4 separate regions of the Anser cygnoides genome follow, and regions 1, 2 and 3 are each linked to region 4. Evidence: chromatin contacts called from public Hi-C data. All regions are on one chromosome and are shown on one strand. Each heading gives the region's core, a stretch centred on a gene start, on an enhancer-like site or on the middle of the called end of the contact. The rest is flanking DNA. Distances are from core to core; before and after follow the strand shown.

The links. Hi-C and Micro-C count contacts between places; a contact is called where the count stands out from the background.
Region 1: a Hi-C map of liver shows a contact between it and region 4, with 3 times the contacts expected there. The contact joins the promoter of EXOC8 here to the promoter of RAB4A in region 4. A contact is called at or near these places in 4 of 7 Hi-C or Micro-C datasets (fetal liver, granulosa cells and liver).
Region 2: a contact with region 4 is called in a Hi-C map of liver, with 7 times the contacts expected there. The contact joins the enhancer-like site here to the promoter of RAB4A in region 4. A contact is called at or near these places in 2 of 7 Hi-C or Micro-C datasets (both in liver).
Region 3: a contact with region 4 is called in a Hi-C map of liver, with 4 times the contacts expected there. The contact joins the promoter of RHOU here to the promoter of RAB4A in region 4. A contact is called at or near these places in 5 of 7 Hi-C or Micro-C datasets (fetal liver, granulosa cells and liver).

What each region holds. Positions count from the first base shown.
Region 1 is chr3:44,054,680-44,057,379 of Taihu_goose_T2T_genome, forward strand. It overlaps EXOC8 (exocyst complex component 8), which reads left to right and starts at 1,446. Exons shown (of 2, transcript XM_013199813.3): 1 at 1,446-2,700. The coding sequence starts at 1,570. It overlaps SPRTN (SprT-like N-terminal domain), which reads right to left and starts at 1,354. Exons shown (of 5, transcript XM_013200412.3): 1 at 1,043-1,354; 2 at 264-363. The coding sequence starts at 1,320.
Region 2 is chr3:44,108,767-44,111,466 of Taihu_goose_T2T_genome, forward strand. No RefSeq gene overlaps it. Among named protein-coding and RNA genes, the nearest start is that of RHOU, 31 kb to the left of the region's middle. Within about 2 kb of position 1,380, at least 2 of the 3 cell types and tissues checked have open chromatin away from gene starts, as enhancers often do. A contact at or near this core is called in liver, where this site is marked.
Region 3 is chr3:44,078,314-44,081,013 of Taihu_goose_T2T_genome, forward strand. RHOU (ras homolog family member U) reads left to right here and starts at 1,274. Exons shown (of 3, transcript XM_048047261.2): 1 at 1,274-1,768; 2 at 2,053-2,111. The coding sequence starts at 1,426.
Region 4 is chr3:44,263,582-44,266,281 of Taihu_goose_T2T_genome, forward strand. RAB4A (RAB4A, member RAS oncogene family) reads left to right here and starts at 1,368. Exons shown (of 8, transcript XM_048047259.2): 1 at 1,368-1,521. The coding sequence starts at 1,491.

The DNA of each region.
Region 1 (2,700 bases), core at 196-2,695, 210 kb before region 4:
AATAATTTAGAAGCAAAGAAATGTGTTTTTTTGGCTTTCAAGTGAGTAAAAAAAGTGTCTTTAGACTCCTACTTGGAGCTGCTCCTTTAGGAGCATGCAACTAAAATGACACTGCCCACACAAGCAATACAAACACAGCAATAGTCACCACTGTTCTATGATCTCTAAGTCACCATACATAAAAATTGCGTTACGAAATGTAAAACATGGGGGGTGAGGTGCACTATGTTTTATGTGCAGGTTCATAAGCAATTTTCAAATACCTCAACAAGATCCTTCCTCGGTCTTAACTTAAGGAGCGGCTCACTTAAACGAATAGAACACATTCCACCTTTTCCTTCATATCTACACACTCCAGCACAGCTGAAAGAGACACAGAAACAAGATATTGAAAGCTATGTGTTTTTGCAATACACAAAGTAAATTGAGAACTGGGAGTTAAAATGCTGGCCCCTTCCAACACACACTAATTAGCTTTGAATATGAAACACGCTTTTGGTAGTTACTCCAAGAACTCGACATCACTAAGCAAGGAATAAAAGCTCCCAAGTTGTTCTTAATAAACAGTGATGGAACTACCAAAAGATAAAGTATAATTTATTAGAACTCTTATGAACGTTTTATTAATAGCTGGCAATCCTGAAAATAAAATAAAATACAAAGAATATTCCAAGCTAACGTGTCCATGAAGGAAAGCACTGCTTTCATTAAAACTCCAGATGGAGAGAAACATCTAAAGCAGGGGCTGTGGGTCCACACTGGGGGCTGCTGCAATTTCATCCTCCCTCTACTTCTTTTGACTCTCACTGAACCTTTACGCAGTGGGTTGACCTATCAGAAAGCATTTCAAATTTTGGTGTCGGTACCGAACTCTGCTTCTAGCAGCTCAATACCCCAGTCTAAGGAACAGAGGGGGTAAGACTCCAGCAGCCTGAGCTGCACACCTGCTGCCCGCACCCCGGAGCTCCCCAAACCCTGCGACAGACCGGCAAGACACGGGGCTGCCCGCGGCTCCCAGCCCGTCCCCGTCCCGGAGCCGTACAGCGTCATGCGGGGGCTCCACGCCACCTCCACGGCGGCCAGGCGCCCCCAGAAGAGCGCCTCGTTGAGCTGCACGAACAGGCCGCGCACGTCGGGGCTGGGGTCCAGCAGCTCCCACGCCTCGTCCACCACCGACAGCGGCCGGAGCGGCTCGGGGACGGCCGGGGGTTCGGCACGGGCCGCCGCCGCCTCCCCGTCCTCGGCTTCCCACAGCTCCTGCAGCTGCAGCGCCAGCGCCAGGTCGCCGTCCTCCCCCTCCGCCGCCCCCGCCGCCGCCATCTTGGGGGCCCCACGGCCTCCGCGCACGCGCACTGCGCCACAAACGGCGCAGCCTCGCAACTACGCATGCGCCCGCCTCGTCGCCCTCCCTCCGCCGTTCCCCCGGCGCCGTCGCCCGCCGGTGGCGTACGCAGCGCTGCGTGCGCAGGCGGCGTTACGTAGCGCCGGGGGCGTCCGCGGCGCTCTAGTGCGCAGGTGGCGTACGCGGCGCTGTTTGCGCGGGCGCGGCGGCGGGGCGGCGGCGGGGCCATGGCGCTGGGGGAAGGCGGCGGCGGCGGCAGCCGGCTGCGGCGGCAGCTGGAGTCGGGCGGCTTCGTGGCGGGCGAGTACGTGAAGCAGCTGTCGCAGCAGTCGGACGGCGACCGGGACCTGCAGGAGCACCGGCAGCGCATCCAGGCGCTGAGCGAGGAGACGGCGCAGAGCCTGAAGCGCAACGTCTACCAGAACTACCGGCAGTTCATCGAGACGGCGCGGGAGATCAGCTACCTGGAGAGCGAGATGTACCAGCTCAGCCACATCCTCACCGAGCAGAAGGGCATCATGGAGGCCGTCACGCAGGCCCTGCTCCTCCAGGCAGACCGCGACGACCCCGCCCTGGGCCCCCGCCGCGCCGCCGCCGCCGCCGACCCGTTCCTGCCGCTGTCGGCCAAGGAGGCGGCGGGCGGCGGCGAGGAGGGGCGGCAGCGGACGCTCACCACCCTCCTGGAGAAGGTGGAGGGCTGCCGCGACCTGCTGCCCGAGAGCCCCGGCAAGTACCTGGTGTACAACGGCGACCTGGTGGAGTACGACGCCGACCACATGGCGCAGATCCAGCGGGTGCACGCCTTCCTCATGAACGACTGCCTGCTCGTGGCCACCGCCCTGCCCAACCGCCGCGGCGCCTACCGCTACGACGCCCTCTACCCCCTCGACGGGCTGGCGGTGGTCAACGTCAAGGACAACCCGCCCATGAAGGACATGTTCAAGCTGCTCATGTTCCCCGAGAGCCGCATCTTCCAGGCCGAGAACGCCAAGATCAAGAAGGAGTGGCTGGAGGTGCTGGAGGAGACCAAGCGCAACCGGGCCCTCAGCGAGAAGCGACGCCTGGAGCAGGAGGCCTTGCCCCGGCCCGCCCCGACGCCCCCCGAGTCCACCAACCCCTTCGAGGAGGAGGATGAGGAAGAGGAGGAAGAGCCCTCTGCAGAGGAAGAGGTGGTCGACCTCTCGCTTGAGTGGATCCAGGAGCTGCCGGAGGACCTGGACGTCTGCATCGCTCAGCGGGACTTCGAGGGAGCGGTGGACCTCCTAGATAAGCTCAACGAGTACCTGGGGGACAAGCCCGTGAGCCAGCCCGTGAAGGAGCTGCGGGCCAAGGTGGATGAGCGGGTCCGGCAGCTCACG
Region 2 (2,700 bases), core at 130-2,629, 150 kb before region 4:
TGTCACCTCGTACACTAAATGCTTAAGCAGCCCTTAATGGCAAGGAGAGGTTGTTTTTAAACTTCACGTGTCTCCCCAGTCCGCAGCGCGGTGCCTCTCCTCCCCGTCTTCAGGCTTTCCCTGCGCTGCCAGCAGCACCATCCCAGCACGACTGCTGCTTCCTGCTCCCGTTGCTGACAGTAATTAATGGCTGCTAAGGAAGATTGGGCCTGCCTTTTCTATCCATTCCCCCGCCCAGCACTCCCTCCAGCTCTGCGTTACTCCACTGGAACTGCACTGATTTATTAGCGCTCAGGCAGACCTGTAGTCATAACAGGCTGGGGAATACTTTCTGTACAGGCTCAAGATTAAGGCAGGGTTTCGGACCTTACTCAGAGAAGGGATTGCAGCGTAAATAAGTGCAGCCCTGGTAGATTTATCTAATGAGCCCAGGTAGCAGTGGCTGGAGAGGTGACAGGGGGTTCCAGGCAGAGACCAGCCCTTAGGGCCACTGCTGCTGGAGCTGCAAGCTGCTCTGTGTGTGTGTCACATCATGGGATGGACACAGCCACTAGCCTCCCTTCTCTTCGTTCCTCATCCACCAAACCCCACACTGTCACTTCAGGAGGGAGAAAATAGGATGTACCATTTCACAGGGGCATTTCTGCCCTGTAGAAGAGCACATTCATCTGCCCCTGTGATCCCATGGAGGTGTCCATGTCATGAACAGCTCCGGTCAAACCAGTGACAGTGTCAGAGAATCAAGGTGCCATCCGGGAGAGGCAGCCCACGCATTGCTGCCCTGGGTTCTTGCTGCTGACTGCCTTCAGAAAACATCACCCTGTGCCTGGTTACGTCATATCAGAGTGCAATGCCTTTAAATCATTAATCTGCCTTACTTCGGGACCTGTGCCAGAAAAACTGATGAAGGCCAGGCCGAGTTCAAATCAAACGAGAGGACATTGTGGTTACATTTATGGTTTTTCAGAGGATCTCTCACCTGCAGCCACAAATCTGCCTTTATTTGGCTTGAGCGTGATCCAAAATTACCTCAGAGGTCAGCAGTGCATGTCTTATGGATTAGTGAAAACTACTGAGTAACCTGATGTAATGCGTTATTATTGTTATTCCAAGAAAAAAGGGCGGCTGTAGTCTGTTGTTTTGTAATAAAAGCCTAACATGGATTTTTCCCTTTTGCAATAAATAAATAAATAAATAAATAAAATAAATAAATAAAAGGGATGTGTCCTGCACCCTGCATTTTGCTGAATGTTGCTGCTCTTGCTACAAGTAACTCATTGTGGGCCACGCTCCGAATCTGCTTTGCAAATGCTCATTCAAGAACCTTGCCAGCATCTCCCCAAGGTGGGTCGGGGCCCTGAAGTCAGCCTCTGAGGGAACCCTGTTAGGGCCTAAAACCACTGTGGGAAGCTGTGGAGACCCAGCCTCCCTTGGTGGAAGGAAACTAGGTGACACGGGCAGCCTGGAGCAGCTGTTTACTCTGTCTGCTCCTGGCCAAAGTCCCTCAGACACAGTGGTAAAAGCACCGCCGGCTTTCCCCAGCTTGAGATTAAGTCACCTTTGCCCTACTTCTGTGTCTGTCAAATGGGGGTAAAAATGGTTCCCTGCCGCCCAGAGGCCGGGGGAGGATGTGTCCCTTGTTCCCGTGTGTGAGAAGGGTGTGGAAAAGGGAAAGGAAAATAAATATTTGCCCAGGATCAGATACAGATAAATCCAGGAATCCATCTGTGCCGTTGTCCCCTCCTTTGCCAGCACTCCCTTCCTCCAAAGAGGGGAAGTCCAGTCTCTATTTGGTTAAATCATTTACATGTATTAACGAACAATTAGGGAGGGAAGAGGGGGGCACCAGCCCAGAAAGCCTTCCACAAAAGAGCTGCCCTCGGTTGGGCTTGTCTGATTTAGGAGAGGAGGGGAGCAACCTGACTGTGATAGATGAGGACTCTGCTGTGACCCTGAGCATCTGTAAAATCAAGTCTGGGTGGGAGATTTAAGACAAAGGGCCAGACATGGTGTTGATTTAAATGATTGTAGTTTCTCTGGAGTCACTGGGTGATGAGAGCCCTATCAAGAAGCAGAAGGGCAGGACTGGAGCAGCCCCACAATCTTGGCAGGGTTGTGGCTGTGTTGGAGGAGTCGAGGGCTCTGCTCTTGGTTATTTAATTCATGCAGCTCAGCATTGTGATGGTCCCCAGGGCCTAGCTACTATTGAAAGCTTTCAGCTTTTCACATGAGCTCTATTGAATGTGACAAGGTACACATGAGTCATATGCTGCTCTCTAAGTAATACACATCTAAGTGCAGCGTCGCAGTAAGGGCAGTAAAAACCCCAAACCCTTCCTTTCCACCTCAGCACAAACCACCCCATATCCCAGCTTTGCTTCTGGACTATTTTCTGTGAGCTCTGCAAGAGGTCTCTCCACTCATCCTCGGTGCATCCTGGAAGTCTCTCCATGCACAGAAAACTTGAAGAGGAGAGCAAGGAGTGAGCAAGTTGGCATGCTCCCCTGGTACAGATTGGCAGTGGAGTCTAAAGCCCAGAAGGCACTTCCCTGTTTTATGATCATTTGGGCTGAGTAAACAGATCTTCTGCAAACTCAAGCTTTGGTTGCTAATTCTGTCTGAAGTTCATCAGTGATGGAGAGATGGGGGTGTAGAGCATGGAAAAAAATAAATTGGCTTTGTGTTGAAGCAGAGAAATAT
Region 3 (2,700 bases), core at 24-2,523, 190 kb before region 4:
TGCGTGCGATAGGCCCGTGGCCCAAAGCTTCGGTGACAGCGGCTATCAGCGGCAGCATCCCTTCGGGACCAGCCCTCAGCCCACCGCCAGCACCGGGGGCTGCTCGGACTTGCTGCTGCGGTGCGGGCGGGCACCCCCCTGCAAAACAATGGGTTAGATCATCCTCTGCACAAAAGGCTTCTGTGTTCGGTAGGGCACATTACGGTATGGCACAACCATGCAGCTCCGAGCCCGCTCCCGCCCCCCGTCCCCGAAACAATGCGGACAGTTATAGTCATCTCCCACCTACGGGAGTCCTCCTCGTCTTTGTGCATCTTTGCTCTGAACGAGGCCTCGTTGCAGCACTGATACGGGATGGGGACTTGCTGTTTGCTGCGGCAGGTAAGGGGTGGCAACGCTCAGCCAGCCTCGTGCCCAAGCTGGCGTGTATTCCATCCCAGTGTCGGAGATGGCAGCACGTCTGCTCACCCTCGGATGGCACATCAGCCAGAATGGACAGAAACTCGTCTGCTGTCGTGCCTTCAGCATGCCCTGACACACCGATGGCCAAAGCTGAGATGTTTACTGCATGCTGACTTCCAGCATCGCGTGCACTAACAAGGAACGCGTGCACTAACACGGTTCTTCCACTGCACGTGCCTTTCTTAACCTGGTCTCGTCTTCTGCAGAAACGTGGCTATGTCTACGCTCAGAACCGTAAGGAACAACACGGACCGAGCTGAGACCCTGGGCTGCAACACGGGCTCAGCCCAGCCCCGCGACCAGCACCACGGGACCCCACAGGCTCTGCCGCACAAGAACGGCACCTCCCCGCTTCGTGCTGCCCCGCACTCGGGCCGTTACCGCGACACGAGGCCCGCGGCACCCCACGGCCGCTCCTTCAGCACGTGCCCAGCGCAGCCGCCGCTCACCCCCCGCCCCCGCTCCCGCTGCCGGCCCCGCTCCGCCACCGGGCGCCCTCCCCGGCGGCCCGCGGACCCCCCAAGGCAGGCGGCGATGGGCGGGGCCTCCCCGCCGCGCCCCCTCCTCCCCAACCAATAGCAGCGCGCGGCGGGGCGGGCTGACCAATGAGCGCGCGGCGGCCGCGAGCCGGCCTGGTTGCGCTGCAGCGCCCCCTATCGGTAGCGCCGCGCCGCGCCGCGCCGGGCGGTGCCGGCGGCCCCTCCCCGCCCCAGCCATGTCACGCGGCGCCGCGGGGCCGCCGGCCGCGACTCGGTAGCGCGGGGCGAGGCGGGCGCAGCGCAGCCGGGCTCGCTGCCTCCCTCCCTCCCTCCCTCCCTCCCTGCTCCGGGGCTGGCTTCGCGGCGGCCGCGCCGCTCCTGCCGGCCCGCCGGGGCCCCGCACCGCCTGCTCGCCACCTCCTTCTCCTCGTCGTCCTCGTCCCGCCGCTCCCCCGGCGGCGGTGCCGGGCCGGCCGCCCCCCGGATGCCGCCGCAGCAGGAGGGCGATGCGGGCTACATCGGCAAGCCGGTGGCCGGCGGCTGCGAGGTGCCGCCGGTGCCCCCGCGCAGGGTGCGCAGCGGCCGGGCGGCGGCGGCGCTCGGGGCGGCGCTGGGCGGCCGCTGCCGGGGGGCGGCGGGGAGCGGGGCCGGGAGCGGGGCCGGGGCCGGGAGCGGAGCCGGAGCCGGGGCCGGGAGCGAGCCGCGGCGCAGCATCAAGTGCGTGCTGGTGGGGGACGGCGCCGTGGGCAAGACCAGCCTGGTGGTGAGCTACACCACCAACGGGTACCCCACCGAGTACATCCCCACCGCCTTCGACAACTTCTCCGGTAAGGACGGGGGGCGCCGGGGGGGGCTCGGGCGCTGGGCGAAAAGTTTGAGCCTGCCCCGAGGTTGTGTCCCTGCCAGCCCGGCTGCGGTGAGGCTTCGCTCCTTCCTCTGCCCTCCAGCCGCTCCGGTTTTTGTGCTGGGGGCGTCCCGAGAGCATGGAAGGGGATAAGGAGCTCAACCCCGGGCAGCGGGAGCCTTCCCCTCTCCTTTTTTTTTTTTCTTTATTAATGGAAAATGTGCGAAGTTGGACTCACCACGCTTTCCCCCTCCTCTCTCCCCCAAGCTGTTGTGTCTGTGGACGGCAAGCCGGTGAGACTGCAGCTCTGCGACACGGCCGGGCAGGTCGGTGGAGCCGCGTACTCGGTTCAAGTGACAGCGGGAGGGGGCGAGTGGGTGGCCGGGGAGTCCTGATAGCGACTTCGTGGCTTTGAGCATCCTGTTAAACCGCCGCCCTTCTCCCTCGTTCTCCGCCCGCTGCTTTGCCTGGGGTCTGCTACGGGGTGGGGGGATGCACAGGTTGCGGCTCCGCACGGGGACCGGGCACGGCTGCCGCTCTGCTGTGCCTGGCCGGAAAGCTGAAAGGTCTGGGGATTCAGGGCTCTCGGTTTTTCTCCTTGAGAGGTTGTCGCTGGCTTCGTTTTTTAGCTAAATAGCTCCGGATTTAAGAATGAGGGTGTTTGGGACAAAGCATTCACAGCTGTAGGTGTGCACAGATGGACACTGCACTTTTAAAGGGGCAGGAGCTGAAGGGAGAAAAAAATCCTATTTGGTGTTATCTGTGGAGTCTTCACGTTTGCCATTCCCACCCCTAAGTCATGCTGCTGCCCCTAACCTGACTAACTCCCGCAGGGCTGAGGGTGGCTAGTGCCTCTCAGCTCCTAGTTTGCCTGCTAAGAGAACCTGTTTCTTGTATTTTCTGCACGCCCCTTGC
Region 4 (2,700 bases), core at 118-2,617:
GAGAAGGGCAACGAAGCTGGTGAGGGGTCTGGAGAACAAGTCTTACGAGGAGCGGCTGAGGGAGCTGGGCTTGTTCAGTCTGGAGAAGAGGAGGCTCAGGGGCGACCTTATCGCACTCTACAGGTACCTTAAAGGAGGCTGTAGCGAGGTGGGGGTTGGTCCATTCTCCCACGTGCCTGGTGACAGGACGAGGGGGAATGGGCGAAAGTCGCGCCAATGGAGGTTTAGGTTGGATATTAGGAAGAACTTCTTCACCAAAAGGGTTGTTAGGCATTGGAATGGGCTGCCCAGGGAAGTGGTGGAGTCACCATCCCTGGAGGTCTTTAAAAGACGTTTAGATGTAGAGCTTAGTGATATGGTTTAGTGGAGGACTTGTTAGTGTTAGGTCAGAGGTTGGGCTAGGTGATCTTGGAGGTCTCTTCCAACCTAGACGATTCTGTGATTCTGTGATTCTGTAAAAACTAGTAAAAAATTAGTAAAAAAACGAGTAAAAAAAATAGAGAAACCTCAACATGACTTTCTGGGCAGCAACTTTATGACCACAATCAAGTATATAGGTACAATAACTGTGGTGAAATTAATTTGAGGAACAAATGATAGTATTTAAACATCTGATCTGCAGACACAGTTTGACATGATGTATCTGCTTTTATGTGAGACGGAAGTTTCTAGCAGGTGTAAGCAAAAGAAACCATAAATCAGAAGACAAACATTTGGCTTTTGGTTTTCTTCACCCTTATACTGCAGGTGGATACCAATGAGGTCAGTTCTAGCTACTTACTTTTTGGTTAGTCAAAAATAATGTTTTAATTGAAATACAGTAGCCTATATTTGCAAACTGGAGAGATACCAGCAATGTATTTTCCAGCCTAGTTCACACTTTGTGACTATTTGTGACTTTTTTTCTTTTTTTTCTATCTTTCCTTTCCTGTTTGTCCAGCCCATCTTTCTCTTCAGTATTACTAAAAGCTTTTGTAGGAAGCTTTATATTTTTTGTGTGCTGGCACGTGCACGTTAACTAATTGGGAGTGGCTGGAGGCAGAGGAGCGTGGCATTAGTACGACAACATTTACCAAACATAACTTCCATACAGGCAAGCTCATTTTGATCAGACAAGGCTGACGTCTGTTAGCCTAAAATCCTGTTTGTACCGAGCAAGGTGTCTAGATCTCCCTGTTCTCATAGTGACGTACTGTGACATTTTTAGTAATCTGGCAAAATCTGTCTACTTCAGTGTTAACCATTAGGGGTTTGGGGAAGGAGTGAGACTAAGAAACCCAGAAGGGGGGAGGCTGAGGGGCTGAGGGTTTCGTCACAGAGGCGGTGCCCGCCCGCCATGGCGCGGGGCCGGGCACGCGTGCGCAGCGGGGCCGTTGCGGGCGGAGCCGAGGCGGGGCGGCGGGGCCCGGCCGCGTCCCTCCCGGCCCGGCGGCGGTCCGCGGGCGGCAGCGCCCTGCCCGGGCCCGGCGGGGAGCCGGGGCGCTCCCGGCATGTCGCAGGCCGCCATGTCCGAGACCTACGGTAGGAGCTGGGGGGCGGCGGCGGGGCTGGGGCGGTGCGGGCAGCGCCCCGAGGGGCTGGGGGCCGCCGGGGCAGCCTCCTGCTCTCACAGCCCGAGCCTAGTGGTGGGCGTGCGGCTGCTGTTGGTGGGGCGGGGACACGGTAAGTACCTGATGGCTTGGGTGGGTGCCGTGTGGTGACAGCGGCAGCTCGGCCAGGTGTGAGGGCGGCAGCACTGCCAGCAGGAGTTCTTGTCAGGGGTTCACCGGCCTCGTTGTTTCTGCTGTGTAAGCCTGTTTATTTTCAACGCCCTGGTCATCAGGGGCTAAGGTCTCCTTCCCCGCTGTGGTCAGTGTATGGCAGGTGCACAGAACTGGGGGCAGAATGATCCCAGAGCGTGGGGCAGACATTAGGACATTGAGACCCTGCTTCTTTTTTCCATGCTTGAAACACAAAGCTTGCACAAAACCAGAGTAGCGAGTTGTGCTTCGCTGATTTAGGTAAGAGTTTGAACCAGTTTTTCATGGTCTGAACTCGTGATCGAGAACTGGGATCACTTCTGTACTCTTCTAGTGGCCTCTAAACAAACGGATGGACAGATAACCAGAGAAGACAGAATGCCAGCAGTGCTCCAGCCTGCTTGCTATTACAATCCCATATTTTCATGCCATATCTTAACAAGTACATTTCAACATTTTTTCGTATTGTTCCAGTGATGCAAAATAGCAACTGTAAGCCCACTGTAACTCTTCATGTTTTCTGATTGTTTTGGTGTTCTAGAAAATGTGACCTTAAACTTGAAGGTTTGCAGTTGTTGTAGGTTATTTTGTTTGCTTATTTTTTGGTGTATGTTTCTTCTGAGTTTCAGTGTTTGTTCTGTATGTACATAAATAACCTACAGAAATTCTGAGCTAGAATACATGAGTGTCAAGATTTAGAGTAGATGGAGTAGTAAAAACTAAGTTATGACATAACATAGAATTTAACAATGCCTACGCTATGTCTTGACCGTGATAGTGACTAGTATCTAATTTTGTAGCGTCCTGTTGGTGCTTTGAAAAGAGGATAAGAGCAGGGCAAGTACATGTGATGATTTCCCTGATATTCTCCAGCTATTTTCAACTTAAAATTTCCATGAGCTGAGTATGGTTTCTGTTGAGAAAGCGTTGGTGGCTCTTTCTTCAATGAACTTGTGCAGTT